5 separate regions of the Mus musculus genome follow, and regions 1, 3, 4 and 5 are each linked to region 2. Evidence: chromatin contacts called from public ChIA-PET and promoter capture Hi-C data. All regions are on one chromosome and are shown on one strand. Each heading gives the region's core, a stretch centred on a gene start, on an enhancer-like site or on the middle of the called end of the contact. The rest is flanking DNA. Distances are from core to core; before and after follow the strand shown. Region 1 holds the start of Katnb1 (katanin p80 (WD40-containing) subunit B 1). Region 2 holds the start of Polr2c (polymerase (RNA) II (DNA directed) polypeptide C). Region 3 overlaps Rspry1 (ring finger and SPRY domain containing 1). Region 4 holds the start of Pllp (plasma membrane proteolipid). Region 5 holds the start of Drc7 (dynein regulatory complex subunit 7).

The links. Promoter capture Hi-C pulls out the DNA fragments that hold promoters and counts their contacts. ChIA-PET counts read pairs in DNA pulled down with a chosen protein or histone mark. Capture Hi-C pulls out chosen DNA fragments and counts their contacts.
Region 1: an RNA polymerase II ChIA-PET map of memory CD8 T cells shows a contact between it and region 2, with 102 read pairs. The contact joins the promoter of Katnb1 here to the promoter of Polr2c in region 2. A contact is called at or near these places in 4 of 39 promoter capture datasets (embryonic stem cells, hippocampal neurons, liver and 1 more), 3 of 484 Hi-C or Micro-C datasets (CD4 T cells, CD8 T cells and urothelial organoids), 2 of 115 datasets of contacts at active chromatin or transcription factors (bone marrow-derived macrophages and memory CD8 T cells) and 3 of 9 other capture datasets (adipose tissue, liver and pancreatic islet).
Region 3: a contact with region 2 is called in an RNA polymerase II ChIA-PET map of memory CD8 T cells, with 20 read pairs. The contact joins the enhancer-like site here to the promoter of Polr2c in region 2. A contact is called at or near these places in 6 of 39 promoter capture datasets (the 3T3-L1 cell line, 3T3-L1-derived adipocytes, cranial neural crest and 2 more), 1 of 115 datasets of contacts at active chromatin or transcription factors (memory CD8 T cells) and 3 of 9 other capture datasets (adipose tissue, liver and pancreatic islet).
Region 4: a promoter capture Hi-C map of liver shows a contact between it and region 2. The contact joins the promoter of Pllp here to the promoter of Polr2c in region 2. A contact is called at or near these places in 17 of 39 promoter capture datasets (the 3T3-L1 cell line, the C10 cell line, cranial neural crest and 9 more), 4 of 15 datasets of contacts at CTCF or cohesin (the NIH/3T3 cell line, embryonic stem cells and pro-B cells), 7 of 484 Hi-C or Micro-C datasets (CD4 T cells, the HL-1 cell line, bone marrow-derived macrophages and 2 more), 17 of 115 datasets of contacts at active chromatin or transcription factors (the 230-238 cell line, the HPC-7 cell line, the NIH/3T3 cell line and 10 more) and 4 of 9 other capture datasets (adipose tissue, embryonic stem cells, liver and 1 more).
Region 5: a contact with region 2 is called in a promoter capture Hi-C map of adipose tissue. The contact joins the promoter of Drc7 here to the promoter of Polr2c in region 2. A contact is called at or near these places in 2 of 115 datasets of contacts at active chromatin or transcription factors (embryonic stem cells and microglia) and 2 of 9 other capture datasets (adipose tissue and liver).

What each region holds. Positions count from the first base shown.
Region 1 is chr8:95,078,476-95,083,803 of GRCm38.p6, forward strand. Katnb1 (katanin p80 (WD40-containing) subunit B 1) reads left to right here and starts at 2,726. Exons shown (of 20, transcript NM_028805.2): 1 at 2,726-2,829; 2 at 4,123-4,418. The coding sequence starts at 4,379.
Region 2 is chr8:94,855,156-94,860,559 of GRCm38.p6, forward strand. Polr2c (polymerase (RNA) II (DNA directed) polypeptide C) reads left to right here and starts at 2,295. Exons shown (of 9, transcript NM_009090.5): 1 at 2,295-2,486; 2 at 2,592-2,641; 3 at 5,089-5,157; 4 at 5,289-5,341. The coding sequence starts at 2,401.
Region 3 is chr8:94,630,214-94,636,037 of GRCm38.p6, forward strand. Rspry1 (ring finger and SPRY domain containing 1) reads left to right here. Exons shown (of 15, transcript NM_026274.4): 5 at 1,843-1,969; 6 at 2,893-2,951; 7 at 5,212-5,278. Among named protein-coding and RNA genes, the nearest start is that of Rspry1, 31 kb to the left of the region's middle. Within about 2 kb of position 4,143, at least 78 of the 459 cell types and tissues checked have an H3K27ac peak or open chromatin away from gene starts, as enhancers often do. A contact at or near this core is called in memory CD8 T cells, where this site is marked.
Region 4 is chr8:94,693,063-94,698,984 of GRCm38.p6, forward strand. It overlaps Pllp (plasma membrane proteolipid), which reads right to left and starts at 3,180. Exons shown (of 4, transcript NM_026385.4): 1 at 2,974-3,180. The coding sequence starts at 3,108.
Region 5 is chr8:95,053,382-95,059,216 of GRCm38.p6, forward strand. Drc7 (dynein regulatory complex subunit 7) reads left to right here and starts at 1,722. Exons shown (of 18, transcript NM_001042715.3): 1 at 1,722-1,762; 2 at 2,620-2,833; 3 at 3,220-3,394; 4 at 5,014-5,139; 5 at 5,644-5,835. The coding sequence starts at 2,628.

The DNA.
Region 1 (5,328 bases), core at 1,476-3,975, 220 kb after region 2:
CTAAGCAGGAGGATCAGAGTTTAAGATCTGTCTCATCTACATAAGGAATCTGTTTCAACTACATGGGTCACATGAAGCTCTGTTTAAAAAAAAAAATAAACAAAAAATAAAAGGGACTGGAGAGATGGCACTGACTGCTCATCCAGAGGTCCTGAGTTCAATTCCCAGCAACCACATGGTGGCTCACAACCATCTGTAATAAGATGCCCTCTTCGGGTGTGTCTGAAGACAGCAACAGTGTATTCATATACACATAAATAATTAAAACAAGAAGGAGGAGGAGGAAGAGGAAGAGGAGGGGAAGGAGGAGGAGAGAAGAAGAAGAAGAAGAAGAAGAAGAAGAAGAAGAAGAAGAAGAAGAAGAAGAAGAAGAAGAAGAGAAAAGAAAAGAAAAGAAAAGAAAAGAAGAAGAAAAGAAGGAAAGAAGAAGAAGAAGGAGAAGAAGAAGAAGAAAAGAAGACCTTGCCTGTAATCTTCTCCAGGGCATGACACACTCAAGACAGGTCTCACAGCGGCTGTGGTTGCCTGTACTACCTGGGCCAGTGGTTAGGCAATCATGTATCAGGGAGGGACTCCTGGGGCTCTCTTCTTGTTGAATTACTGGCTGCTGCTGAATTCCGGTTGCGGGGCAGTCATTGTTTTCACTCAAAGATGAGCCCAGTAAGCTTTAATGCATAGTTCCAAACCCATGGTTAAAGCCAGGGGTGCATGCTCATGTGGTAGCCCATGCCTTTAATGCCAGCTCTTCATCTCTGTCAGTCCAAGGCCAGCCTGATCTACAAAGTGAGACCCTGATACAGAGGGAGGAGAGAAGAGAGAGAGGAAGGGTAGTGGGAGATCCAAGAGACAGAAATAGGATGATCTTAGAAGAGTCAAGTATGCCAAGAGTGCAGAATCTTGTCTGGTTCCTATAAAGATACTGTGCCCCGCCCCCCACATGTGTGGTGTGTGTGTACACATGTCCCATTGTATCACTATGCATTGTCCTCTGACATTCTTCACCTTATTCCCTCGAGTCAGGGTCTCTCACTGAACCCGTAGTTAGGATGACAACCAACAATCTTAGTAATCCTCTTGTTTCTGCTCCCTATAACACTGCTCCTTATAAGCACACATGCACCATGCCCAGATTTTTACATGGGTCGTGAGGATTTGAACTCAGGTCTTCATTCTTGCACTGCAATCACTCTTAGCCACTGAGCCTTGCCATTTCTCTTGGTCCTAGGTAGTTTGTATTTCCAGTGCTGGGGATTGAACCTAGTGCCTCCTACATACCAGTCAAGACTCTCTTATCACTGAGCTACATCCCCAGTCTTGTTCCTGCTTATAAGTTATGTGTATTGGGGATGGTGACAGTCATTTTAATATAGTCTGCATGTTAGAGAATGAAGTTATTTCAGGGGTGGTGACATTGGTTATGTGACTAAGGGCCCTTAACGATCTTCAGGCTCAGTGTTGCCATGACTGAAATGTCTTAGGATCTGTAATGTACATATAATTGTATAAACAAAGCAGATAAGGCAAAATGTGTCAAAATGAAGAATTTGACTTTTTTTTTTAAATAAAAAGTTGCGGGAACAGCAAAGTACAAAGTTTTGATCAAATGTTATTCTCCAAATCCAGGTCTCTTAATAATTACCCATTTCTACGCAGGGCCGACTTCCCATTAGGCTGGTGGGTGACTTTTGTTCCCGTAAAGGTTTTGCATTTAATAGGGACTTTGTGTGCCTTGCCTTTAAGAACAAAAGTTTAAGTCCTGGGTCCGATCTTCCAAATGTCTGGTCTTTTTCACCACAGCATCTGTTTCCTCGTCTAGAAATGGGAAATTCCTCCCGTTCCGGACTGTGTAGAGGAGAACGCCAGATGCAGCAGCCCCGACCAGAGGGGAGTGAGTGTAGGATAGACCAGAGTTGGAGGTTATTTCTGCAAAGGGCTGGGACCGAGTTTCTCAGTAAGGGGGGGACCCGAACTCATGGTGGGTTATGTAGCCTGTCCCCATCCCAACCTGTCTGTCCTGTCACAGATATTAGCCTTTCTCCGGTTCCGTAGTTTTACTTCCGCACGCAGGCGAGCAGACACAAGCCTAACTCATCCCACTGTGCTACTGTGATCTTAGGGACGAACTCCTGGGCTCGACATCGACCCCACTGTAACTAAGCTCTGTTTCCCTCGAGGTCAGCGAACTCCAGGAGACGTGTGGATCCAAGTAAGAGCCAAGTCCTCCCACTACGCGGGCGACACTCACAGTCTGAGGGCGGGGTCCTGGCAGCCCTGTTTCAATATGGAAGATCTGCAACTTCATACCACTCTAGAAGTCCCCTTTCCATTGGCTATCTCAGAGCTGGTTCTCCAATAACACTAACGTTTATTGGTCAATCCAGAGCTGTTGCTGAAGTGATTGGCGCAGCCGCCATCGGGTGCAGCTCGCGGATTTTTTAAACACAACCGGGTTCCAGGAAATGCAGGAAAAGGGCGGAAAAAACCAAGCCTGACTGGGGGCGGGACTAAGAACGCAGAAGCCTGTATTGGTTCTTCTGGGACCTAAGGGCGGTCCGTAAGCGCTTCTTTCTCGTGATTAGTCTGAGTCGGGGAAAGGAGGCGGGTAGTTACGTAAATCGGCGGAAGCGCTTGCTTCCATTGGTCAATTCTAGAGGAAGGCGGGGCGTCCGTGGCGACTGATTGGTGTAAGAAGTGAAGTGGGAGGGACTCTAGGCCGGAGGTTTTGTTGTGAGGGTCGGTTGTCAAGCAGCGACCAATCAGGGCAAAGGATGGAGGCAAGTGGGGGTCGCGCCTGGAGGGAAGCCTTGGCCTCCAGAGCTACAGCTGCAGGTAGAGTGGCTCTCGGGGTCTTGGAGGCAAAGGGAAAATGGCTCTAGTCTTCGCCGAGCCTGGAGGGGACAGTCCGGTCGCCGGCAGGAGGCTCTCGGCCAGGACAGGCTGGAGCCAGTGCCCCTCAAGGCAGACGGGAGGAGGGTCAAGCGAAGCTGAGGGACCGGTGGCAGGTTTGGGATGAACGAGCAGGACGGGTGTGTGGAGGCCGGAGAGGGAAAGCTGGTGGGCCGGAAGCAGAGCTGAGGGTGTGCGGAGGATCGTATTGAGTCGGGGCTCCAGAAACAGGAGAGCGAATGAATGGGGGATTCTGATAGCAGCGGGGCAAGAGAAGTAAAGAGGGTCTGGCGAAGCATGGCCAACTAAGGAAGCTCAAGATGTGCCAGAACGGGAGCATAGGCAACAGGAGAAAGAGAATCCAGCGAGAGAGCTCCTGGGCAAGAGGCGAAGGGCCGTGGCGGCGGTGGAAGGCTCCATCCACGCTGTGGCCTTTTAGAATTGAGGAGTCATTCCGACTCACACCTAGACTGGAGACTCAATTCCTAGCTATGCCCTTGAGAGTTGCAGGGAGTGGGCGTGGTTCCCTTACCAGGGAGTTGGTGATGGAGGAAGCAAGAAGATTGGACCCTCAGAATCCTCTCAACATCACCCCCTCCCAAGGCCTTTACTGTTCTCTCTCTCTCTCTCTCTCTCTCTCTCTCTCTCTCTCTCTCTCTCTGAACGTCTGCCTATCTCTCAGTCTCTCTGTTCGTCTCCGTGTATCTCTCTGTCTCTCTGCCTTTTGGATGCCTCTCATGGGCACCAAAACATAACCTCAGACTCCAGTGCCCCATCCAATACATGGGGTGCAAATCCAAGTGGACTGCAGTTATGTGATCCTCTCTGCCCCATAGCAGGTGCTGGGTTGGCAAGTTAGGACACCCAGCATCCAGGAGCATTACTGTAGGCCCCTGAGAAGTCAGTCTCTCCATCCCCTCTCCACCTACCTATGTCAGTCTGTCCTTCCTTCCTTCCTTCCTTCTTTTCTTTGAGATAGGAACTGACAGAGATCTGCCTACTTCTAGCTGGCCTCCTGAGTGCTGGGGTTAAAGGCGTGAGCCACCAGGCCCAGCTACCTAGGGAAGGTCTTTTATCTTTGGGCTCTTAAGTCACAGGTTTTCAGACCCAGTGTGCACTGCAGCTCCAGGCCCTGGAGGCTCTGGCTAGTCTGTATCAAGTGGCCTTGATGACCCAGGGACTTGTAACTCGTCTCAAGCAGTTCCTAACCCACCATCGCCTCTGCTTGCATTCTAGCCCAGTGTTGAGCTGAGATGGTCCAAGCCTGACATTCCATGATCTGGGATCCCGACCTATGTGTCCAGGCTGCTGCTTGATAGCGGATGATCTAAACCACCAGGCAGTCCTGGGCCAGGAGAGGCGGACTCTCTGCCTGGATGTGTGGGAACTCCCTGCCAACTTGATTGTCGGATCTGGGGGGGATCCACCCCCACCCCACAGAGAAAGCACAATCTGTTTTGTGGGTGGGGTCTCAGGCGCCACCCCCTGAAGCATGGCCACCCCTGTGGTCACCAAGACAGCCTGGAAGTTGCGTGAGTACTTTTCATTTATCACCCTGTTGTTTTGTAAGCTGAGTAGTCTTAGCCTTCAGCTCTGTCTCCTCTCCCTGGCACAAGAGAGACTCACAGTCCTTGTTTTCAGGTAGACAAAGATGTCAATCACATTGGGCAGGTGATTAAGCAACCCTTCCATACAGCAAGATAAGCACAGCTGTGCTTGGTACTTGCTCTGAGATTCAGGTGAGATCTGTCTGGTCAAGCTGAAGAGCGGAGTGTTGCGAGGAAGGCTGAAAGGCGGTCCAAGAACCCCAGACATGTCCCAGGTCCCTTTTCCTCCATCAGATGCAAGGATCTTGGGATGTGGATGGAGGGGAGGTTGCCCAAAGATGCTGGCAGGGCTCTGAAGTGAAATCAAGCAAAAATAGTTCAGAATTCTTTAGCCTAAACTCTCTTAGATTCTTTTCCTTTGTTGAGATAGGGCATCCCTGTAGCCTTTGCTGGCTTGGGACATGTTCTTCTGCCTCCTGTGTGCTGGGATTAAAGGACTGTGCCACAATGCCTGGCTCTTTCATTTTGTTTTTTTGTTTATTTGTTTGTTTGTTTTTCTTTTTCTTTTCTTTTTTTTTCGAGACAGGGTTTCTCTGTGTAGCCCTGGCTGTCCTGGAACTCACTCTGTGGACCAGGCTGGCCTCGAACTCAGAAATCTGCCTGCCTCTGCCTCCCGAGTGCTGGGATTAAAGGTGTGCATCACCACTGCCTGGCACCTGGCTCTTTCACATTCCTAAACATTATTGACGACTCCAAAAGGCTTTCATTTATGAAAGTCACACTTACCCATATATTCTGTTAGAAAACAGTACTGAGACAGATGTGCACTCAAACCTGACAGGAGTGACGATGTCATCACACGTGTGTCTTCTCAACGGCTCCTCTGGAGCGAGTG
Region 2 (5,404 bases), core at 1,045-3,544:
TTTACCCGAACTTAACAGCGGTAGCCAGTGCCATCTTGTAATGGCGTATGTGGCTTCCCACATCTATGTCCATCTAGACAATGTCGAGTATCTAAGTATCCTCACACCTACGGGGCCACCATGACAGCCTTGCATCTTTGGGCACAGTCAAATGAGAGTAATCCCAGGCCATGCACTTCTTGTCTGCTCCTAGTCTCTGACTACTTGCAGGCAGTCCTTAGCTTTCATTAGTCTTCCAGCCTCTACACTGGCGCCGTTTCCTTTGTGCCCATGGTTAGCACGGTCTTCTGTACAAATCACTGTCTTTCTGTTTAAATCAGCTGATGGGGAGAGTTGAGTTCCAGATCTTGTCCACAGGGCTTTCTGTCAGGCTCTTTCTGTACCTCTGATTTTTTCTTTTTAATGCCTCTCGACATTCCATAGAGTTACTGCCACATAATTACACTTCATCTTTTCTCTATCCTCTATAGCATCCCTCTCAGCAGACAAGTGTGATTCATGATTCACAGGGATGGTGTGTGCTGTAGACCAGGCCCCCCTCTGTCAATGCTTTTCTCTCTCCCTCAGGAAGAAATGTGACTCCTTGTTACAGCAACTCTTTATTCTCTGGTAACTCTGCCCTCTAAATGTAGTTCCTTCAGGGTTCCGTTTAAGGGCCTCTTTTCTCTGTGTGAACAGCTGCCACTTTTTAGAGGCCCATTTAAACTCCTCAGCTGCAACTACACAGATCTGTAGAAGTGGAGAGCATTGTATCTACTTCAGAAGAACATCACACGATCAAGAGTAGAAGGGAAAGTGTGTATCGTCTAACACATATGGACATTGTTGAGTATACGTTGGGGACCTTTGAGGTGGCTCAGTGGGTAAGAGCACTTGCAGTCAGGCCTGGCATCCTTCCACACACGTGATGTATTGGTACCATTACATACATACACATATAAAATAGAAATACATTTAAAAAAAAATTTTAAAAAAAGCCAGGCGTGGTGGCACACACCTTTAATCCCAGCACTTGGGAGGCAGAGGCAGAGGCAGGCGGATTTCTGAGTTCGAGGCCAGCCTGGTCTACAAAGTGAGTTCCAGGACAGCCAGAGCTATACAGAGAAACCCTGTCTTGAAAAACAAAAACAAAAACAAACAAACAAAAAAACATGGGTTTTGTTTTTCTTGTGTATGCATTACAGTACTCTCTCTGACATTAGCTCGGATGTGGGTCTCTTGTTTGCTTCTTTGTGTGTTATCTAACTGTCCTGAGAGCATCCAGGGGATTCTTCTCTCCATCTTCCTACTCACAGGAGCCTAAGATTAGACTCTTGCATTACCATGCCTCTTTACAGGTGTTCTGAGAATTTGACCTTGTGTCCTTGCACATCAGGGTTTGGCTTCGCACCCTGGAACAAGTGACTGAGGTGCATATTTTACCCGTCAAAGCAGACCTGGCCTCCAGGTTCTCCCAGCATCCTTCAGTCCCCACCTGGCATGCTCTGCCTCCACCCTGAACTTTCCAGCCCAGAGGCTGGGCTGCCCTTCCCCAAGAGGTTCTTCCCTATAGAATCCAGACATTTTGCTCTTGCTCTCTGGATCGATCTATCTCCCTCCCCCTGCCCCAGGCCCTTTCTCTTCTCCCTCTCTGCCCTTCCCATGGCGGTTCCCCGGCCTCTGTTCTTAAGGCCAGTGAACTCACCTGAGAGCAGCTTCCCAATAAACCTGCCTTTTAATATATTCTAATCTGTCTTGAATTGGCTCATTTTACCAGCAGAGAAATAACCTATCAGTCGTCTTGCATGCTTGAGTCACCTCCCTAGCCATTTTGTTCATGTATAGATGTACAACTTTTTAATGGTTTTTTTTAAGGTTTCATTGTATTCCTATGTATTTTAAAAATTATTTTTATGTATAAGGATGTTTTGCTTGCATGTATATTTGTGCACCATGTGAATACCTGGTGCCCTCAGATACCAGGAGAGAGTTTCCTCAGAAACTGAAGCTAAAGATGTTAGGCATCATATGGGTGCTGGGAATACAATCCAAGTCTTACATAAGAACAGCCAGTGCTCTTATCCCCAATGCCGTATCTCCAGCCCCGTATGTAAGTTTAACCAAGTCTCTATCGATCATTGCCTAATGCGTTATTTTTAGCAGTTATAAATAACGTTGGCATGAATGACCCTGTACATTTAATTTTTGTGCTGTATATCTTGGGGATTTCAAGAGTATAGGACCAATGCATTTTGGCGCCGGTGTGGTTAGAAAACACAGGCCAGGAGAGTTCCGGCCTCCGGTCAGCAGGTGGCGCTGCGCCCGCGACTAGCCGGAAGCGCCGATTGCCCCGCCGACAAACTGCTGGTGGCCGCGCAGGCGCGCTGTGCGGCTGGCGCGGGAGCCTGGCGGAGGGTCGCGATGCCGTACGCCAACCAGCCAACAGTGCGGATCACGGAACTCACCGAAGAGAACGTCAAGTTCATTATCGAGAACACGGACCTGGCGTAAGGCGGCGAGGGGAGAGGCGGGCGGGCGGCCGGGTCCTCGAGCTCCTGACCCCGGGGCTGTGGCTTCGGGGCCGCTCACACCGCCTGTCTTTCCTCCTGTAGGGTGGCCAATTCCATTCGGAGGGTCTTCATCGCAGAGGTGCCCATAATAGGTAAGCGACCGTCCCTGGGAGCCCGTGCCGCCCACCCTCCGCCCGGGGTGGGGGCTGAGAACACTGCGGTGCTGTACGCTGGGCTGGGGCAGCCTAGGCCCGCCTTGGTGCGTGCCTTGCTCAGCTGCGGGTTTCCCAGTACTGTTCGTCTACCCCAAAGCAACAGAAATCAAAACCAAGCACTGTTAAACAGCGGAGGGCTGCAGCCTCCTCATCCGGGCGGTGTAGATGCTAGGCGTCGTTAGCAGGTGATGCAGCGATTGCCGAAGTAGTGTAGATGATGCGCTTTTGCTTTGACGTCAGTGTTCGCTACTGGCTGGTGTCTTTTGAACATATATGCTGATTTTACAAAATCATGGGCTTCGTTATGTAGTTTGAAATCTACACACACAGAGTGTACCTGGTCTCTCCCATCCTTCCAGATAGTACCCTGCTATACTTTCTTGTCGTCTCCCCCTATCTTTTTGAAAACCTTTATTTACATATATGTGTCTATCTCTGGGCTCGAGTACCGGAGTTCATGTGTAGAGGTCAGAGTACAGCTTGTAGGAGGGATTCTCTTCTCCCACCATATGGGGCCCAGGATTGAACTCCTTAAGGCTTGACAACAAAAAGTATCTTGCACATCTTGCAGGCTCCGAACTTTCTCTTTATTAAAGAGAGAAAGAGAAAAAGAGAGAGATTCCACATGAGAGAAAGCATGTGTTATAAAGATTTTCTAATTTTGTTTGTTTGTTTGTTTTTCAAGACAGGGTTTCTCTGTGTAGCCCTGGCTGTCCTGGAACTCACTTTGTAGACCAGGCTGGCCTGGAACTCAGAAATCTGCCTGCCTCTGCCTCTGCCTCCCAAGAGCTGGGATTAAAGGCGTGCACCACCACTGCCCGGCTTAAGATTTTCTTTAACAAACAACATACTTTTGTTCCTTATTGTTGAAGTGTGTGTGTGTGTGTGTGTGTGTGTGTGAGAGAGAGACAGACAGACAGACAGACTTCGGTTTTTTGTTTTTTTAAATCCATCCTGGTGTCTTTTTAAAAATGAATTTCTTATTTCTGCTGCATATGTAAATCATGTACGTTTTCAGTTAGAGACAAGACATGAGCAAACATAACAAGGCAAAATATGACACCTTCAGGAGAATCTGACCAGTTTTATCGTTTGTTTGTTTGTTTGTTTTGAGAGAGGAAGGAGGCCAAAAGGGAGTGGAGCGTTTGTAAACATGGACACTCGAGGTTTTCTGAGATGGGGAATTCCCACCAGGGGTCGGGGAATGGGAATGGTGGAAGTAGATTAAGGGCATTCAATGGGCCCCAGAAGTAAATCATCAGGAAGCTTGGTCCTTGCTTGAGTTGAGGAAGCACTGCGGTGAAGGGCAGGTTGGGCCTATCCTCAGCTGGTCTTCCGGCCTCTTCCTGGCCTACATCAGCTCCTTGAGAACTGGGTTTCCAACACCACTGATTTCTGAACATTATTGTTTACATGCAGGTGTTTGCTGATGGGTGACTAGACACATGCTTAAGTGCAGCATCTGTATGCTACAGCCCCATTTGCCCAGCAGTGCCTGGGGGGGGATTGGGTTCTATTGTTAGTGGGCTTTCCCTGGTGAAGCTGTCCAGTGAACATCTACTGATGAGAGGAACACTGAAATTCCAAGTGGGCTATCTGGTTATATCACAAACGAGGTGTGGGCCCTGAAACTTGGGATGTTTTGCTGTTGTGATGTTTTCCCTGACTTTTAAGTTTTTAAAATTGTGTCTCTGTGTGTGGGTGTTTACCAGTGAATGCAGGGGCTGGAGGTGGCCAGGGGTCTCAGATGCCCCTGGAGTTGGAGTTACAGGGGTTGTGAGCTGCCTGACATGGGTGCCAGGAACCTCAGAACTGCGGAGCCATCCCTCCAGCCCATGGTGTCCAGATAGCTTTCGTTCTTGGGTTTGGGATTGGCACAGGTAGCAGATTTAAAGTAATCCTTAGATAAGTATTCAACTCCTTAAATATCCCAAAAAGCTCTAAGAGAGAGTATGTGCATGCATGTGTGGTGTATCACTAGCAAGGCCCATCCCCCACTGGGGCAGGAAGGTGTTATGTATGGCGTGTGGGATGCCTGAACCTGGAGCCATCACTTTGAAGTCACTTTGAGCCTCTTGCAGCCTGGTCAGGACACCTTCAACTTTGTAAGCTGAATTGATGCTTGCTTGCTTGCTTGCTTGCTTTTTTTTTTTTTTTTTTTTTTTTAATTTTTGTTTTTGTTTGGTTGGGTTTTGTTTGTTTGTTTTGTTTTTTGAGACAATGTTTCTCTGTGTAGCCCTGGCTGTCCTGGAACTCACTTTGTAGACCAGGCGCTGGCTCTGCTCCCTGAGCGCCGGGCAGAGTGGAGACAGTGCTGCTGCAGGTCTGTAGATGTGTCTGGTGACTAGTCCTCACTTACCCTGTTTTGTTGCTGCCTTTTCCAGCCATCGACTGGGTTCAGATTGACGCCAACTCCTCGGTCCTTCATGATGAATTCATCGCGCACAGGCTTGGTGAGTGCTGGTGTTGAGGTGGACCGGATCAAATGGGACGCTCCCTGTCCCCAGCCTGCGTGACCTCCTTGAGGCTCTTGTGATGGTTTGGCTGTTGGCTGTTCTGCAAAGCACTCTTCTGTGTCTTGCAGGTTTAATCCCCCTCACTAGTGATGACATTGTGGACAAGCTGCAGTACTCCCGGGTATGTGTGCTGGTGGGAAGACTGGGGCCACGGGGAGGGGCCGGGGGATTGTTCTCCCTGGAG
Region 3 (5,824 bases), core at 2,893-5,392, 220 kb before region 2:
CATACATGAAATAAATAGATCTTAAAGTAGAAACGTTTGCTTTTGCGAGGACAGTCTTCATTTGAAAACTAGAAGAAAATGAACTGATTTTATCTGAGCAACTTGCTTATAACAAAGATTTTCTGTTACGAGGAACAGTGCTGTGCTGAAAGCTTGAGTCTCACTCAAGCACTTAGAAGTCCATAGCCTAGCTTATGCTCTAACTAGGACACAGATTTTTTTTTTTTTAAAGATTTAGTTTTATTTCTTTGAGTATGTCTCAGACACACCACAAGAGGGCATCAACTCTCATTACTGATGGTTGTTGGCTACCATATAGTTGCTGGGAATTGAGCTCAGGACCTCTGAAAGAGCAGTCAGTGCTCTTAACCGCTGAGCCATCTCTCCAACCTTAGGACACAGATATTAAACTTTCATTGCTTTGCCCTCTACCTTCATCAGGCAGGCTGCTTCCATGCATACATTTTGCTTTGCTTTGCTTTGCTTTGCTTTGCTTTGCTTTGCTTTGCTTTGCTTTGCTTTGCTTTGCTTTGCTTTGCTTTGCTTTGCTTTGCTTTGCTTTGCTTTGCTTGTAGCCTTCACAGTCGCGTAACTTGTAGGCCAAGCTGTCCTCAAACTCATAGAAATCTGCTTGAGTGCTGGGATTAAAAGCACGTACTATAACACCCATACATACTTTTAAAAATGTGAATTCTGATAGCTTTTATTTGTATGTTGAAGTTTCAGATACTCTATGATAGAAAAACATGAACAGAGAGAAATATCTTTAGCCTAGTCATTATCAGCTTGGGCATTACCTAACTTAATCATCTTTAATTTGCCTCAAAAATTGTTGGGATTTGTTCTTGCTTGATACAGCTTTTTGTAAGCCAAGCATGGTAGGTCGTATATGCCTGTAATCCCAGCACTCAGCAGGTAGAAGCAGGAATACCGGAGTCTATAGCAAGTCTTGGTGCTTTGGTTACATTGCAAGTTTAAGGCAGCCTCGACTACATGGAACCCTGTCTTAAAAGAAAAAATGGGTATGGTGGCTCAATGCCTACAGTGCCAGCATTTGCAAAGCTGATGTAGAGGATTGTATAAGCTCAGGACCAGCCTGGACTGTATGCCAACCTGGGCTAGACTAAGCCCTTGACTTGGGGGTGGGGGAGTAACTTTTTATTTCCACATTATTAGGTCATAAGATATTTTGGTTTATCTTTTAGGGTTTGTTGTTTTAAGTAAGATTCAGTGTGTGGTTTCTTTTTGAGACAGGGTTTTACTGTGTAACATAGCCTTGTGTAACCCAGTTTAGCCTTGACTTTACAATTTTCATGCCCTCAGCCTCCTGAGTTCAGACATTTTAGGTATGTTCTACCATGACCAAGTTATTGTGCTTAATGTTTGAAATTTGAATGGGTTTAGTCTGGTTAATGATTCACATATGTATGTATTAAAATTGACTTGATGTTACATACCTGTAATTCCAGCACTCTGGAGGCTGAGGCAGGAGGATTGCTACAATTCAAGGCCAACCTAGGCTACATAGTTCCAGGATAGCCTTGGTAAATACAGCTACATGTATAACTGTATATATCAAGACTCTATCTCAAAAAACAAAAGTATGAAATATGTATTGGCTATAACTGGTACATTTTGAATGAAATGGAATCTGGCATTGAGAAAACTTAAGGTTTATCAGATACTTCCTATTAATAATAATATCATTATTAATGAAATAATTTTATGGGATCATTCTAAGTTTATTGAATACCTTTTTATAGCTTTGTTTCCAGGAATTCTTTTGGGAAAATAACCTGCAGAGTATATATTCACCAAATCTATTTCCAACTTTTTTAATAGGATGCACTCCAGAAATTGACCGAAATTCTCAATTTAAATGGAGAGGTAGCATGCCAGGACTCAGGCCACCCTGCCAAACATAGGAATACATCCGCAGTCTTGGGCTGTTTGGCTGAGAAACTAGCAGGTAACTCCAGCACATGCTTTCTGGTTTGACATTGAGACAACTGCACTACAGACCGTTGACCAAACCTGTTAGAGCAGAAAGAAGGAAAGAAGCTGAATATGGTGGCACAAGCCTATAACCACAGCACTTTAAGACAAGAGGGTTAAAAGTTCAAGTCCCCACCCCACACAGTAAGTATGTTAGAGGCCAGTCAAAACTGTGGGGAGCTCTTTCCTTTCTGTTCTCCCTCTCTCTTGTTTGGTCTCTCTGGCTCTCTGTCTGTGTCTCTGCCTCTCTTTCTCTCTCATGTCTTTCACTTCAAGTCTGCCATTCACTCTCCTCCTTCCCCAATAAACCTCTTGGCCTAAAAACAAAACCAAACCAAACTGTGGGGGACCCTTTTTCAAAACAAACAAAAAAGGAATGAACAGAAATGGACTAAAAGGAAGACAATTACTCAAAAGACTCAGTTTCAGTTAAGTGTAATCTAATTTAGCTTTGTTGATTCTTTTTCAGAGAAATTTAAGATAAATTTGTTGTATTGATTTGCTTAAGACAGGGGAAAGGCTAAATTTAGAATAATAAATAATTATTATATGTATTTCTAATAATTAATATTGTCCACTTTAGGACTATGAACAGCAAATTGCATGAAAATATCTCAGCCAGTTACTTTATATATAGTAAAAGAATGATGAATTCAAAATCAGAACACATGGGTGCTGGTCCAGACTATTATGGCTCTCTAGGAGCCTGACCTAGCTAGTCTCTTTATGGTGAACTCAGTTGCTACACTGAAAAGATGATGGTAGTAGGAACAACCTGAGAAAGGAAGCCTTGGTAATGTGTGTCAGAGAATGGAACTCAATTTGGTTGTCACTAGTTACCAATTTAAAATAGCATGACACTTTTAATCATGTCCAGTGTTTGCTGTGTTTGTTTAGGTCCTGCAAGCATAGGTTTACTTAGCCCAGGAATACTGGAATATTTGCTACAGTGTCTGGTAAGTAAGACATCAAAGCTGATTATTCTCATTTATATAGAATTGTATGTTTTTCTCAAGTTATAGCATAGTCCCTGATGCAGAGGATAGGATCAGTTTTAAACTTTATGTACAGGTTTTGCTGGGTTTTTATTTAACACCGCCTATGTTTAGAGACAGAAAGAAAGAAGACACATAACACGGAGGGGGTAAAAATTTATGAGTTGCTCTAGTTTTAAATTTAGTCATAAGATAGCTGCTAGGACTTTTGGACTTTTTAGGTGTCCTTACAATCTACCAAACAATAATGGAGAACACCCCAGGTTGGGTTCATGTGTGAGAGTGCCCTCACGCACACATCACACACACACACAGAGACAGACAGACACACACACACACACACACACACACACACACACACACACACACACACACAGTGGAAACAAAATTACAGCATTCCAACAGCAGTCCAGGTTACCAGCAGTGTGTATGAATCTATATTCACCCACCTTTGCCTTTCCTGCTACCACAATTAAAACTGCCATTGGTAAACTGTTTGATGTATCACCATGAGGTCTGTGGTTTGCTGAAGCTGTCTTCTTATCACTCACAGCACTTGACAGCAGTTTTGACTAGCCTGTGTTTTCTAGGTTATTTTTTGCAAGCCTAGTAAGAATTAGCCTTTTTTTAAAACTCTAGTCTAAGCTGGGTGGTGGTGGCATGCACCTTTAGTTCCAGCACTTAGAAAGCAGCAGCTAGTGGATCTCTTGAGTTCAAGATCAGCCTGGTCTACACAGCCTGGAACTCCAGAGTAAGTTCTAGGATAGCCAGAGCTACACGGAGAAATCCAGTCTTGGAAAACAAAAACAAATAAACAAAAACTCTTTAAAAAAAAAAAACCAAAACCCCATTTAGTCTAAAAGACTTAATTTGTCTAGTTTATTTATAAATAAATTAGCCTACACAATATGTACTTAAAGTAACCCTTACAATGTTCTGAGTGAGCACTCGGAGATACAAAGTAGTAGGACAGTCATTTCCCCATCACAGAGGTCACTATAGGGTAAAGGAATAGAACCATTCAAACAACAGTTAACTTCTACTTTATGACAGGATGTGATCAAGAGCAAAATTACTTCCTCCAGGCTGAGCACTATAAGAGTTTTGAGAAGATGAAGAGGGGTGGGGGAGTGGATGTGATTGGGTGACAAGGGACCTGTGGTAATCATGAAAGACAGACTTCCTGATGAAGGTGGGGCCTACTTAGCTAGCTCATGACACAAGGCTAAGATTAGAAACTCACAGTGAGTTTCTTGGCTAAAGCAGCATAGATAGAAGCCTAGTAAAAGAGTTATCTGATCAGAGAAGGCAGTGTTCACAGACAGGAGGACATGAACAGGGATATCCAGGTAGAAAGGTTTGAAACTGATAAAGCAGGCAGGATGTGGCAAGGGTAAAGATGCTAAAGAGGCTTTATAGCAGGGAGAACAGTGGTTCTATGCGCTTTGCTGAACTTAGGCAGGCACCACAGAAATGCATGGGAATACACTGGGGTTCCAGAATTCTCTGGAGGCTCCCAGCATAGCTAGGGGACGGCAAGAAGAGGAGATACTAAACATGTAGGCCTTTCTTTAAGTGCAAACACACATGCTGTAAACTCAAATATAAGTCAAGAGCACTTGTCACTCTCCTGTCATCACGAGCTCCTGTAGAATTTCCTGCAGGAACTAGATTAAAACTAAGATGTTACTGGTCATGGCAGCACCTGACTTTAATCCTAGCTATGAGTTTCACGCCAGCCTGGTATACATAGCAAGTTCTAGGACAACCAGAGCTATATAGTAGACCGTGTCTCAAAAACAAAACAAAACAAAACAAAAACAAAAACTAAGATGTTCATTGATAATGTCATTATTTATAAACCTGGAGCTGCTATTATTCTTTTCAGGGTTCTAAAGGTCATTTTTAGATACAATTCTAGTTTTCTTTTTGGCTTGTTTTAATGAATGTAAGCATCAATGGTGTTTTAGTTAACAAAGCCCTAACACAATGTGATACTGCTGAAATATCCATATCTACCAATTAATGACTTAAAAAAATAGATTAAGAGACTCTTCTCTTGATTCTCCATTAGCCAAATGGCCAAGTGAGAGTTTGAATAAAAGCGACTTTTCTGCTGTTCCAAATATATAGACTGCCATCTATTAAATAGAACATGAAATTGATACCGTACTGCCTCTGCAGGGGGTAACTTTTGTTTTTATCTTTTGTTGTCTTTCAGAAGTTACAGTCCCACCCCACAGTCATGCTTTTTGCACTGATTGCACTGGAAAAGTTTGCCCAGACAAGTAGGTATAGTGACTTCTTGCACTAATGATCTTTGTTGGTTATTAAAAAAATGAGCCTGCACTTTGAACTCCATCAAATGTACACACTTTCTTGTTTTAAGACCAGCTAAATATATCAAGAACAAAACTAAAGATTGTTCTCAGCTAAGATTCCAAGCATGGTGATTATCACTACTTTCATAACTAAAACTTTAGTAATGGGAGTTGGAGAGAAGGCTTAGCAATTAGAGTACTTGCTATGCAATCATGAAGACCTGAGTTTGGATCCCAACACTTAGTAAGAAGCCAGGCATCCTATGCGTACCAGTAACCTCAGCTCTGAGGCAAAGACAAAGACAAGAGGATTGCTCAGGCTGGCTGGCTTCCAGCCCAGTCAAGAAAATGCAAGCCCCCAGTTCAAGAAGTGATCCTGCCAAAGGAATTTTGTAGACACAGTACCCTCTTCTGGCTTCCATGCATGCCTCACATGTGTGCATATATTCACAGGCATAAACACGTACATAAACAACACACACAAAATTTTAAAACATAATGGAGTGATGTGTT
Region 4 (5,922 bases), core at 1,930-4,429, 160 kb before region 2:
TGTGACTTTGCTCAAGTGTTTCTGTGCTTATCAGTAAGTCCCAGGTAAGATCATCCTTTGTCCCAAAGCTGGGGAGAGGATTGTGTTAAAAAGTAGCCAAAAATATGGGCACTTCAGCCGGGCAGTGCTGGTGAACACCTTCAATCCCAGCACTTGGAACACAGAGACAGGAGTATTTCTGGAGGCCAGCCTGGTCTGCAGAGCAAGTTTCAGAACAGGTAGGGCTACACAGGGAAATCCTATCTCAAAAACAAAAACAAAAAGAAAGAAAAGGAAAAGGTGGGTACTTCATCCCCCACGTTCTTCAAAGTTTTTCTAAACTCATTAGGATGTACCACGGGTCCCTGTCAGCCACACCGGCAGCACCTTCCATTCCCTTGCTTCACAAAGAACTGTAACATGAAGCAAAAGAATTGTCTCTAGGTCAAACTTGCCTGCCTGTTTAGACGATAGCTATGAAGATTCATGTTTCTTTTTTTGTTTATGTTACCAGGAAGCTCAGCCTTGAGCCAACATTTTAAACTTGCAGGTTTCCTGCTAGGCGATGTCTCTTTAAAAGTTCTCTCAAGTCAGGCTTTAGAAATACACTGACTCTTCTGTATTAACAATTAATAGCACCATCCAGTATCCTTTCTGGAGCTAGATGGGTATGGGCAGTTATGGAGTAGTAAAAGCCATCAGATGTCTGTAGATGTCAGGTTCTGTAGATGAACTACCATGCTAGATGAAGAGCAGTGCTTTGCTCCAGAAGTTTGGCCTTGCTTCTCATCCATCTTTCCATCGCTGCAGGGCCCTCTATACCCTAGTAGACAGAGCAACCTGGCCAGCAAAGACCTCCATCTCCTCAGCTACTGCCTCCTCCAAGCAGCCTTCCTTGATCCCCAGGGGCAGGCACTAGGCATGGAGCCTCTTCCACTTGCTCTGATGTGCCACACCCCACAATGTAAGAGCAAACCAACATAAAGAGTAGAGGCCGAGGAGGAGTCAGAAAACAGCTCCCCAGGAAGCCAAAGCTATGTTGAGAGACCCTGTCTTTCAAACAAACAAACCCCCCCTCAAAAAAACCAAAAAACCAAAAAACCCCACAAAACAAACAAACAAACAACAACTAAAACAAACAAACTAAACCCACCTAGTCAAAAGGTCTAGAACAACCAGCCTCCAGTGTGCTGTTGTGGCTTTCCAGCAAGTATGGTACCTGTCTGCCCACCCTCCCCCCTCGGCCCCAGTGGAGTAGTAGGTTGCCACAGAAACATCTTAGGAAGCAGCGGCTGGCATAGTCTCCAAGTGAGTTCTTTGGAACGAATCTAGGGAAGGAGGAAAAGAGTAAAAGGGATCTATCATTTCACACCCTGATGTCTTCATGCTCCAGAACCTACCAAGACCACCAACACAACCAGGACCCCAGTTCTGGCCCTAGATGCTTACGATGCTGGGCTCCTAGCCAGACCAGAAACGATGCTACAACTCCCGCTCAGCCTGTGCACTACAGTGTCTGCTGTCCCCACACCACTCCCTGCAAAGGCTTAGCTCAAAAACTACCCTTCTAGCCTCCCCGTAACTCCTTCCTAGACCTCTCTCCTCTCTGTCCCTTTCACAAACCGTTTAACTCCTCCCCCAGCCCAAAGCTGACTCTCAGGTGTGAGGTTCAAAGAGACCAGAAAAACCCCTGGAGTGGTGGTGTCAGAAAGTAATTACAACACTTGGGGAAGGTCTAGTCCAAGGCTAGCCTCCGCTACACAAGGAATTGGAAGCCAGCTGTGGCTAAGAGGGAATTCAAGACCAATCTGGGCTATATGCGACTCTTGTCTCAAAAAAACAGAAACAAATTGAATCAAACAAAATAAATAAAACAAACAAGGCAATCACCAAGAGCCCAACACTCCAGGGTCGGCAGTGTCTGCGCGGCAGAGTTAAATTGGTCCCAGAAGAGAGCCTCATGCTACCCTCCCTGATCTCATCAAAACCAAACAGTACCCAAAACCACTCCAGGAGAAGACATTAAAATGCAAATTTCTTGCTGCGCTTTTGGAGATTCAAAGAGCAGTTTCACATTTTTTCCGGGGTTGGGGCCCAAGAATCTGAATTTTAAACAAACCCAGGGAGGAGACGGAGGGGGAAGGGGGAAGGGGGAAGGGGGAAGGGCGAAGGCTCACCAAGGAAGATCAGAAATCTCGAAACCAAGATAGTATGTATGCCCTAGGTGGAGATGGCCCAGGAAAGCCTCCCGACTCCCCAGCCCGGCCTGGCAGCCTGGCTCGAGGTGCCCACTGGAGGGATGATGACAGAAACAGATGCATGCCCACCTGCGGTGCTACCCTATTCCTCTACCAGCGGACCTCTCAGTTAATGGAGACCGTTCCCTAGGGGCAGCCACAGGCCTCCAGACCCTCGCAGGAGGGGACTATGAAAAGACAGCTGACATCTCAGAATGCACCCAATGGGAACGGGCAACTCTAGGATCTTCAGCTGGGACCTGCACAGAGTACGGGGGATGGCAGACACGTGGTTTCTTGCCTCTGCGAATCTCCACAGCCCAAGGAAGGAGATTCGACCAGCAGACCCTGGGTAGGTGCCCTGGTGGGAGCGCGCGTGTCAGAGCCACTGATGTGGTGTTCTGCCCTGTCCAGGAGGGCTACAGAGCGGTCGCATTTAGTGGTTAAAGCCGGGTGAAGAGGAGGGCAGTGGACTTTGCCCGGCGGAGAAAGCCAGGGCACGGTCCCAGAGGGAAGGGGGAAGGGTAGAAGAGAAGGGACAGACTGGCGGACAGTTGTGCGCAGCTATCTCAGCTACGGTATCGCCACGGTAACCACCCGGGTAGGGTGTGTATGGTCCCCTCCACAAGAGTCATGCTGTGCTCGCAGGGATGTCACACGAGCGTCCCCAGGTGCAAGCTTCCCGGCGATCTTGGGAGTGAGCGTCCCGGGGGTCCCCGGAGAGTCCCCCATCCAGTCCCCGAGCTACCCGGCTCACCAGCTGCAGAAGCGCGAGCACCCCAAGAGCGGAGCGCACGAAGCCCAGATCCGGTCGCAGCGCAGACACAGAGGCTCCCACGCCCTGCGCGGGGCTGCTGGTCCTCGTGCTCACTTTCGACGGGAACTCCGCCATAGCGATCGCGAGCCTACGACGCTCTGGCCGCGCTCCCGGCGCTGCTCCGGGGCTGCGACTGCGGCTCCGGCTGCTGGCGCTGCTTGGGTACCCTAGACAGAACTCACAGGTGCGCGAAGCCCAGCCCCGCTCCGCCCGAGGCCCCGCCCCTTCTTGAGGCCCCGCCCCTTAACCCTGGGTTCGCCTGTTTGGATAGAGATTTTGAAGAAGTCCGTAGACCGATCTACAGACAGCCAGGCAGGAAAAAATAAATCCAGGTAGTGGCAACTGCTGCTGTGACTGAATCTAACAGGGCGAGGCAGAGTGACCAGGAGATTTTTAGATGGTTGTTTTAGGGTCTCTATTACGGTGGTAGAAAACCATGACCAAAAGCAAATTGGGGAAGAAAGGGTTTATTTGTCTTATGCTTCCATATCATTGCTCATCACTGAAGGAAATCAGGACAGGAACTCAAGCAGGGCAGAGACCTGGAGGCAGGAGCCGATGCAGAGGCCATGGAGGGGTGCTGCTTACTGGCTTGCTTCCCCTGGCTTGCTCAGCCTGCTTTCTTATAGAACCCAGGACCCAGGGATGGCACCGCTCACAATGGACTGGGCCCTCCTCCATCAATCACTGAGAAAATTCTCTACAGGGCTTGCCTAGAGCCCGATCTTATAGAGGCATTTTCTCAATCCAGGTTCCCTCCTCTTGGATTGCTATAGCTTGTATTAAGTTGACAGAAAAGGAAGGAGCACATTAGTCAAGGAAGACCTGTCAGAAGTGGTGACATTTGTGCAGAGGCCTGAATCTGTGAGTAGGAGGAAACCTTGGGAGGATTTAAGTGAGGAGCAAAGGCGCAGTGGCAGGACCAACCTAGGCAGTTGGGGAAATAGAAAGCAGGTCCCCAAAGGGACTGGAGCTGAGCACATGAGGGTGACACTGACCCCCAGTGGGTAAGGACCAGGTCACAGAAGCTGTGTAGGTGACTGTACTATCCTATGGCTCCTTGTGACAACTTATCACAAGCTCAAGGTCCTAACAAAAGTTTCTTCTCAGTGATGGAGGCTAGATATGCAAAGGCATCATCACGGAGACACAGTCATGGTGTCCTGAGCTCAGGCAACCTCTGGGGTACTTTTGCCCACTTTTTGTCTTGAGACAGGAGATTGCTCTGTAATCCAGACTGACTTCATGCTTTTGACATTCCTCGTACCTCAGGTCTTTGCAGGCTGGGATTACAGATGACCTGCCGGCAGGGGATTCTGGTACCCTACCTAGCTCTGCCTCTCCTCGTATCATCAACTCTCCTCTTACTATGCACAAGATATCTCTCTCTCTCTCTCTCTCTCTCTCTCTCTCTCTCTCTCTCTCTCTCTCTCTCTCTCATCTCTTTTGTAAGGATATGGTCATGACTATATTGCCCATCAGATAATACAGTTCAATATCCTCAAATCAGGAATTTTAAGTATTTATTCAATCACCCCATCACTAACATTCTGCAAAGATTCCTTCTTCTTTTTTTCTTTTGAAAGACAAAGTCTCATGTAACCCTGGAACTTTTTTTTTTTTTTTTTTTTTTTTTTTGGTTTTTCGAGACAGGGTTTCTCTGTATAGCCCTGGCTGTCCTAGAACTCAATCTGTAGACCAGGCTGGCCTCAAACTCAGAAATCCACCTGCTCTGCCTCCCAAGTGCTGGGATTAAAGGTGTGCGCCACCACGCCCGGCTGTAACCCCAGAACTTGATATATGTCTTACAATGGATTTCTGCCCTGCTTCTGCCTCCCAAGTGCAGAGACTATAAACACCAGTTTACGCTGTGCTGAGAACTGAGCCCAGGGCCTTGAACACACTAAACAAACACACTAGCACTGAGCCACATGCCCAAGGCTCTACACCCAGTGACCCTTTTATTTCTTAAAAGTTTGTCTGGAGGTTCTAGTGCCAGAGTACAGCTGCTCAGAAGCCCACAAGGGAAGGGTCTATCAGGGAGGGTGGCTCTTTTCCACTGAGGACGCAGCTCAGGAGGGGCATACACGAGCTCCGAGGGAGGAAGGGGACACCTGACCACCCAGCCGCATCAGCTAAATCTACCCTGGAGACCAATGGGATGGCAAATAACTCGTTCCCTTTGGCTTTTTTGAGACAGGAGGTTTTTGCAATGTTGCCTGGGTTGGCTTCAAGTCTGCTGCAGATTGGATGCTCTTGTCTCTGTCTCTCCAGCTCTGGGAGCTACCACACCTGGAGATTCCTCCTTTCCTTTCCTTTCTTTCTTTCTTTCTTTCTTTCTTTCTTTCTTTCTTTCTTTCTTTCTTTCTTCCTTCCTTCCTTCCTTCCTTCCTTCCTTCCTTCCTTCTTCCCTCCCTTCCTTCCTTCCTTCCTTCTTCCCTCCCTCCCTCCCTTCCTTCCTTCCTTTTCTTTCCTTCCTTCCTCCCTCCCTCCCTCCCTTCCTCCCTTCCTTTTAAGAAAGATCTAACACTGTAGCTAGCTTTGAACTCACTATATAGTTGAAAATGCCCTTGAACTCCTGATACTTCTGCCTCTAGCATCCAAGTAGTGGAATTGCAGGTGTATGGCATCATGCCTGGGTCTATTCTTTTTCCTTTTTCCTTTTTTTTTAATAGCTATTACATTTTATTTTATTTTATTTTATTTTTATTTTATTTTTATTTTTATTTTTTGAGACAAGGGTTCTCAGTGTAGTCCTGGCTGTCCTAGAACTTTCTCTGTAGACCAAACTGGTCTTAAACTCAAAGATCTGCCTCTGCGTCTAGGGAACTGGGATTAAAGGTGTGCACCACCACTGCCCAGCTATCCCTTTCCTTTATAAGATAACTC
Region 5 (5,835 bases), core at 472-2,971, 200 kb after region 2:
TGGCAGGGCAGAGGTAGCTTGACAGTGTTTAGCCATTTGCTTCCTAAGAGGAGCCTTTGCGGAATCCTATGGTGTAACTAACTTGCAGTCAGATTTACACTATTGCTCTGACATCCCTGGATGCAGCAGGGAAGAGCAAAGTAGCTGCATTCCCATGGCAACCATGTGGCACTGTTCAACATGAAATTACCTCAACTGCACAGAAAGTTGTAACTTTGATTTTTTTTTCAAAACCTATTTTTGATGATGGTTCTTAAACGCGTCCCTTTTAGCCCACCACCCACCAGAGGTAGTGGAAAAGAAAGGCTACAGGGGAAGCGGACCTGTCTAGAAATGGAGCAACTCCTGTCTGTGTTGTCTGGAAATTGGCACTTCAGCTCACAGGGCAGCAGCAGCAGCAGCAGCAGCAGCAGCAGCAGCACAGTCCACTCAAAAACACTCCATGGAAATATCAGCTGTCCAGTTCCAAAGAGTTGGGTTAGCAGCATTGGTGCCAGGCCTCAGCCTCGGCACAAGTCAGCAGGAGGGACCAGGACCAGCAGGAACACCAGGAAAATTTCTCAGTTGTGCCTCTCTCAGCAAAGTAAGGATCAGCAAAGATGTGAGACCAACAAGCATTGCACAGCCAGCTCTATAAGAAAGCCAAGCTCTGCCTTCATCACAGTCTGTTAGGTCCTATTTATACTCCCTCCAAACATCACATGTCCTTCACTGATCTTGCCTCAGCACGTGAGTGCGACTCAGCTGATTTCACTCTGCCAATCAGCCCGAGACGGAGGAAGCGTCAAGAAGCACACCACCAGAAGGGTTTTTTGGTGCGTTTCTCTCTATAGAGTCCTAACAAATGCAGCTCAACTACACAATGTAAGGTGGACCAATACATGCATGTCACTAGTGAAGAATCCTTCATCGCGAGTCCTTTCATGGGCTTGCTTTAGCAGAATATCCTTTCTCCTGTGTCAGCTAAACTTTCTTTCACCTGTTTGCCCCAGCAAAACACCATCCAACACAACTGACTTCCCAAAGAACCCTTAAGTTTCCACTTCAGGAAGTAGCCAGATAGCTGGGAAGTGATGGGCTTTCAGCATCTACTGCTTTTGTTTTTATTGTAAGTACTTCATGCAGTGGTTTGAAGGACATGACTCCCATAGGCTCATATATTCGAATGTTTGGTGGTCCCCCATTGGTGGAACTGATTAGAAGGAGTGGGAGGAGTGGTTTCTCTGGAGGAGGCGTGGCTTCACTGGAAGAGGTGTGTCACTGGGGCTGGGCTTTGCGCTTTCCAAAGTTCATACGTTCTCAGTTAGCTACACCCACAACCCCCGACCTGGTGCCTGTAGATTGGGATGTAAATTTTCAGCTTATGCTCCGGCACCATACCAGCCAGTCTGCTGCCATGCTTGCTGACATGATGATCATGGATTCTAACCCTCTGGAACCTTAAGTCCCAATAAACACTTTTATATGTTGCCTCGCTCATGTATCGGGAGCAATAATTCTCTGGAGGTTTTTAATCATTTAATAATGCTGCATTTGACAACTGGTTCACAATAATTGCTAAAAGCTTGGTGACCATCTCTTGTATTCTCTTACTCTACCATCCAGCACACTATGGTGGTGGTGGTGGTGGTGGTGGTGGAGGAGGAGGAAAACTGGAACCTAAGCAATCACAAGAAACTACATTTCCCAGAAGCCTCCTCTCCCAGGGCCTGCCCTCCGCTGTTACCATAGAGACAAGTAACAGTAAGGCTGTTCTTGGAGGGTAAGGAGGGAACTGGAAACTGGGCATGGCTGGACCTGCTTGAGATAGGGAGGGAGGGCCCAGAGAAGCAAAGTATTCCTTCCTGGGGTCTCCTAGCCCTGACCTGTCGGGAAGGGCTGTTTTGTGGAGAGGAGAAGGCTGCTGGGAAGAGGCTCTGGTAGGACACTATGGGTCCCTCAGTAGCTGAGGAGGTAGCCTGTATGGGGGGGGGGGTGTTAATGTTGCAGGTCTGGACCCAGACCCACTTTGATGGCCTAATTTGTGACCTTGAGCCCCAGCTAGAGCTGGCCTGCCCCCTGACACCTTGATCTTTCTGTCATGTTTCTTTCCTTGCTCCCCACCCCCCATCTCCCACCCCTTTCCCTTCCATAGCTCCCCTCTTACATGGGTTTCAAAGGCAGAAATCCATGGGTTCCAGTCAAAGATCTGCTCTCTGCTGTATGTAACTCCGATGATTCTCTTAGGCTCTCTAGTCCTTGCTCTTCTCACCTGTAGAATGGGACTCATAGGACTAACTACATCAGTCTGTTAAGGATGAGGGATATCATTTTTGTGTTTACCACACAATAGGTTTCTAGTGAGCTGTGAAATAAAAGTATAACTTTATTAATAAAAATATAACCCACTTCTTGGTTATCTCCCTGTACCTAAGAGGCAGCAAAGGGCTTTAAAAACCAGACCATGCTGCTAGGTTGGAGGTCTGTTCCTGGCTGGTGGAAGGGATGCTTCCAAGGGATGTTGCTCCTCCTCCATGAGGAATGTACCTGGGACCACTCAGCATGTACGAGTGGTCTCGGTGACTTCTTCCTGTCGGACAACGGCCATTTTGAGCGTCTTTGCTTTTTCCTCATCTCTAGCTGTCAGGATGGAGGTCCTGAGAGAGAAAGTGGAGGAGGAGGAGGAGGCTGAGCGTGAAGAAGCAGCCGAGAGGGCCGAACGGACTGAGAAGCTGGAGAGGGTGACAAAGTCCGCCGAAGTGAGCAGAGAGGGGACCATCCTGAGCCAGGATGAGCTTCGAGACCTGGAGGGGAAGCTGATGGCCATCGAGATCCCTACCCAAGCTGATCACTCGTGAGTGTCCGGACTGGGGCTTTCCCAGCCCAGCGCTGGCGGTCAGAAAGGACCAAGGCAGGATTGGTAGCATCTGGGCTGGGAGCGGGGGTCATAGAGGGATGTGATTCAGTTTGAGGTTCTACTCCCAGACTGCTCACCTTGCCCCAGTTGTGTGACTGGGGTGTGTGGGGATGAGGGGTACGGGGGTGGGGGGAAGGCCGTCAACCTTTTGCAGCCTCCATTACTTTGTCTGTGTAAGAGTGAAAATATAAGTAGTGGCAGTCTCCATGGAGTTGTGAAAATCAAATGAAGATAAGGCAAAGACAGCTCAGGCATTTTAGGGGATTTCTGGGTGTGCCAAGCATGGCCTCTCTTAGATTATTGTTATCTTTCCTTGGACACAGGGTCATAAGCCAGGCCCCTGTTGATGTCACCAAGCTGCCTCCTTCCTATACCACCAACTCATTGAAGGAGGAGCACCTGCTGCTGGTGGCAGACAACTTCTCCCGCCAGTACAGCCACCTGTGTCCAGACCGCGTGCCTCTCTTCTTGCACCCGTTAAATGAGTGCAATGTGCCTGTAAGCCTGGGGCTTGGAGGGCAGGGCCTGAGCAGGAGCGGGGTGAGGGTGGGGAATGGGGTGAGGCATACCCAGTTCTACGTGGTGGTCTCTGGGTCAAATCCCAGCTGTCCTGTAGAAGTCCCTGTGAATCAGCTCTGGCCTGTCAGGGGCTGGAGAGACATACAGACTCCTGGGTGGGTGGGGGGGGGGGGGTTGCAGGCCTGAGATCTGAAGCTCTGATTGGAAGCTGTAGATGAGCCCAGGGCCTGACACATAGTAGCCTAGCACCCTGCCACTGCACTGTATCTCCAGCCTTTTCAGTCTTGAGTTAAGGTGAGGTGTTACTATGTAGCCCAGGATGCCCTTGAACTAGCTGTGGCTTTCAGTGTTGATTACAAGGGCCTGACACATAGTTTAGGCTAGTGCCCTGCCATTGAGCTGCATCTCCAGCCTTTTTAGTCTTGAGTTAAAGTGGCTACTATGTAGCCCAGGATGATCTTGAACTAGAGGTTGCTCTCCGTGTTGATTACTAACATATTCTAGGAGACTGTGCCTATGTATAGGGTAGCCACAGATGGGGAAAACTGAGGCTCAGGGAGCTACCTGGGGCCATGTGGAGGGTAGGCCTGCTCTGCTCATCTTTTTCCTATTGCTTTGCTCTTCCCTTGAGGGGTCAGTACCTGCTACTGGAGACCACCCTGGTCACTAGTTACCTCTGTCCAGAACCTCTGTAGGTCTCTGAAAAGACCTTGTCCTGGTTGGAGATCTGTGTCCTTTAGCCCTTTCTTATTGAGTGAGCTTAGACAATTCACTTAGTGTCTCAGTCAGGGTTCTCTAGAGTCACAGAACTTATGGAATATCTCATATCGTAAGGAAATTTATTGGAATGACTTATAGACTGCAGTCTAACTAACTCAACAATGGGCAGCTGTGAATGGGCAGTCAAAGAATCTAGTAGTTGCTCAGTCCCATGAGGCTGGGTGTTTCCGCCAGTCTTCTGTATAAGCTGGAGTCCTGAAGAAGTAGGTTCCAACAGAGGAGCTGGCAAGTAAGTGCAAGCAGGCTAAGAAGAAAGAACTCTTCCATTGTCCTAATGTAGGCCTCCAGCTGTGGCCCAGATTAAAGGTGTGTACTACCACACCTGGACTTGGAACTTGTTTTGTCCCAGGCTGGCCTTGAACTCAGAGATCTGCTTGCCTGTCTTCTGGGATTAAAGGCATATACTACCCTGCCTGGGTCTCAGCTTTCAGTGGTCTCTATGCCTCAAGATCTGGATCACATTTCTGGATTGTAGTTCATTCCAAATATAGTCAAGTCGACAACCAGGAATAGCCATCATACTTGGCCTTCTGGGCTCGAAAGGAAGGGGCTTTTCCCCTGTCCTTCCAGCCCAGATGCAGAACAAGCTAGTATTATTCCCGCGGAGTGATGTGAATGGGTGCCTCTCTGCCATTGCCTCCTCCACGGGCCAATGCCAGTCCTTCCCAGCAAGAGACTGCTCCAACACCCTGAGGCCCTGTGAACCAGGTCTCTCCAGGGTCCCCCTGAGAATTCAAGAAAGGAGGTTGGACCAGCCAGGCATGAACCCTCACAGGTCCCTGCTATATGGGGTCCCTGGCAAGCTCTCTCACTTGCAGAAGTTCGTGAGCACCACCCTGAGGCCCACACTGATGCCCTACCCTGAACTCTACAACTGGGACAGCTGCGCCCAGTTTGTATCTGACTTCCTCACCATGGTCCCACTGGTTGATCCCCTCAAGCCGGTAAGTGCTATTCGCTGATTACATAGAGCAAGCCCAGGGGCTTAAGGTGAGCCTGGGTGCTAGAAGGTCAGCCAGGCTCCAGCCTTTTGCGACACCCGTAGGGGAAAACGAGAGAGGACAACCACTGACCCAAGGGTACATAGCAAGCCTGGTCTCTCCCCTGCTGGATTCTGCCTCAGTTTCAGGAGGGACAGCAAAGAGCTGGAGGATACCAAGCTGTCTATAGCTTTCAACCCCATCTTTGGGCTTCTAAAAGGTTTAGTCTGCTTTTCACTGAGAATGGGGTGGAGACAGGAAAGAGTGGTAAATAAGCAGTCGTTGATAGAGGATGAGGCGAGCCCACCAGTTCCTTAAAACAGCAGACACATACAGGTTATGTGGGTCTGTTTGTGGCACATCCTCAAGAGGCTCTGGATGCAACAGGGGCCCTGCCCCTACAAGTGGGAGGCGACTGATGGTGGGTGGCAAGGGGATCTATGGAGCTGACAGGTGTGCTGTGTTCAGCCCACGCACTTATATTCCTCGACCACCGTGCTCAAGTGCCAGAAGGGAAACTGCTTTGACTTCAGCACCCTGCTCTGCTCCATGTTGATTGGCTCCGGCTATGATGCCTACTGCGTCAATGGCTATGGCTCACTGGACCTGTGCCTCATGGACCTGACAAGGGAAGTGTGTCCGCTCACTGTGAAGGCCAAA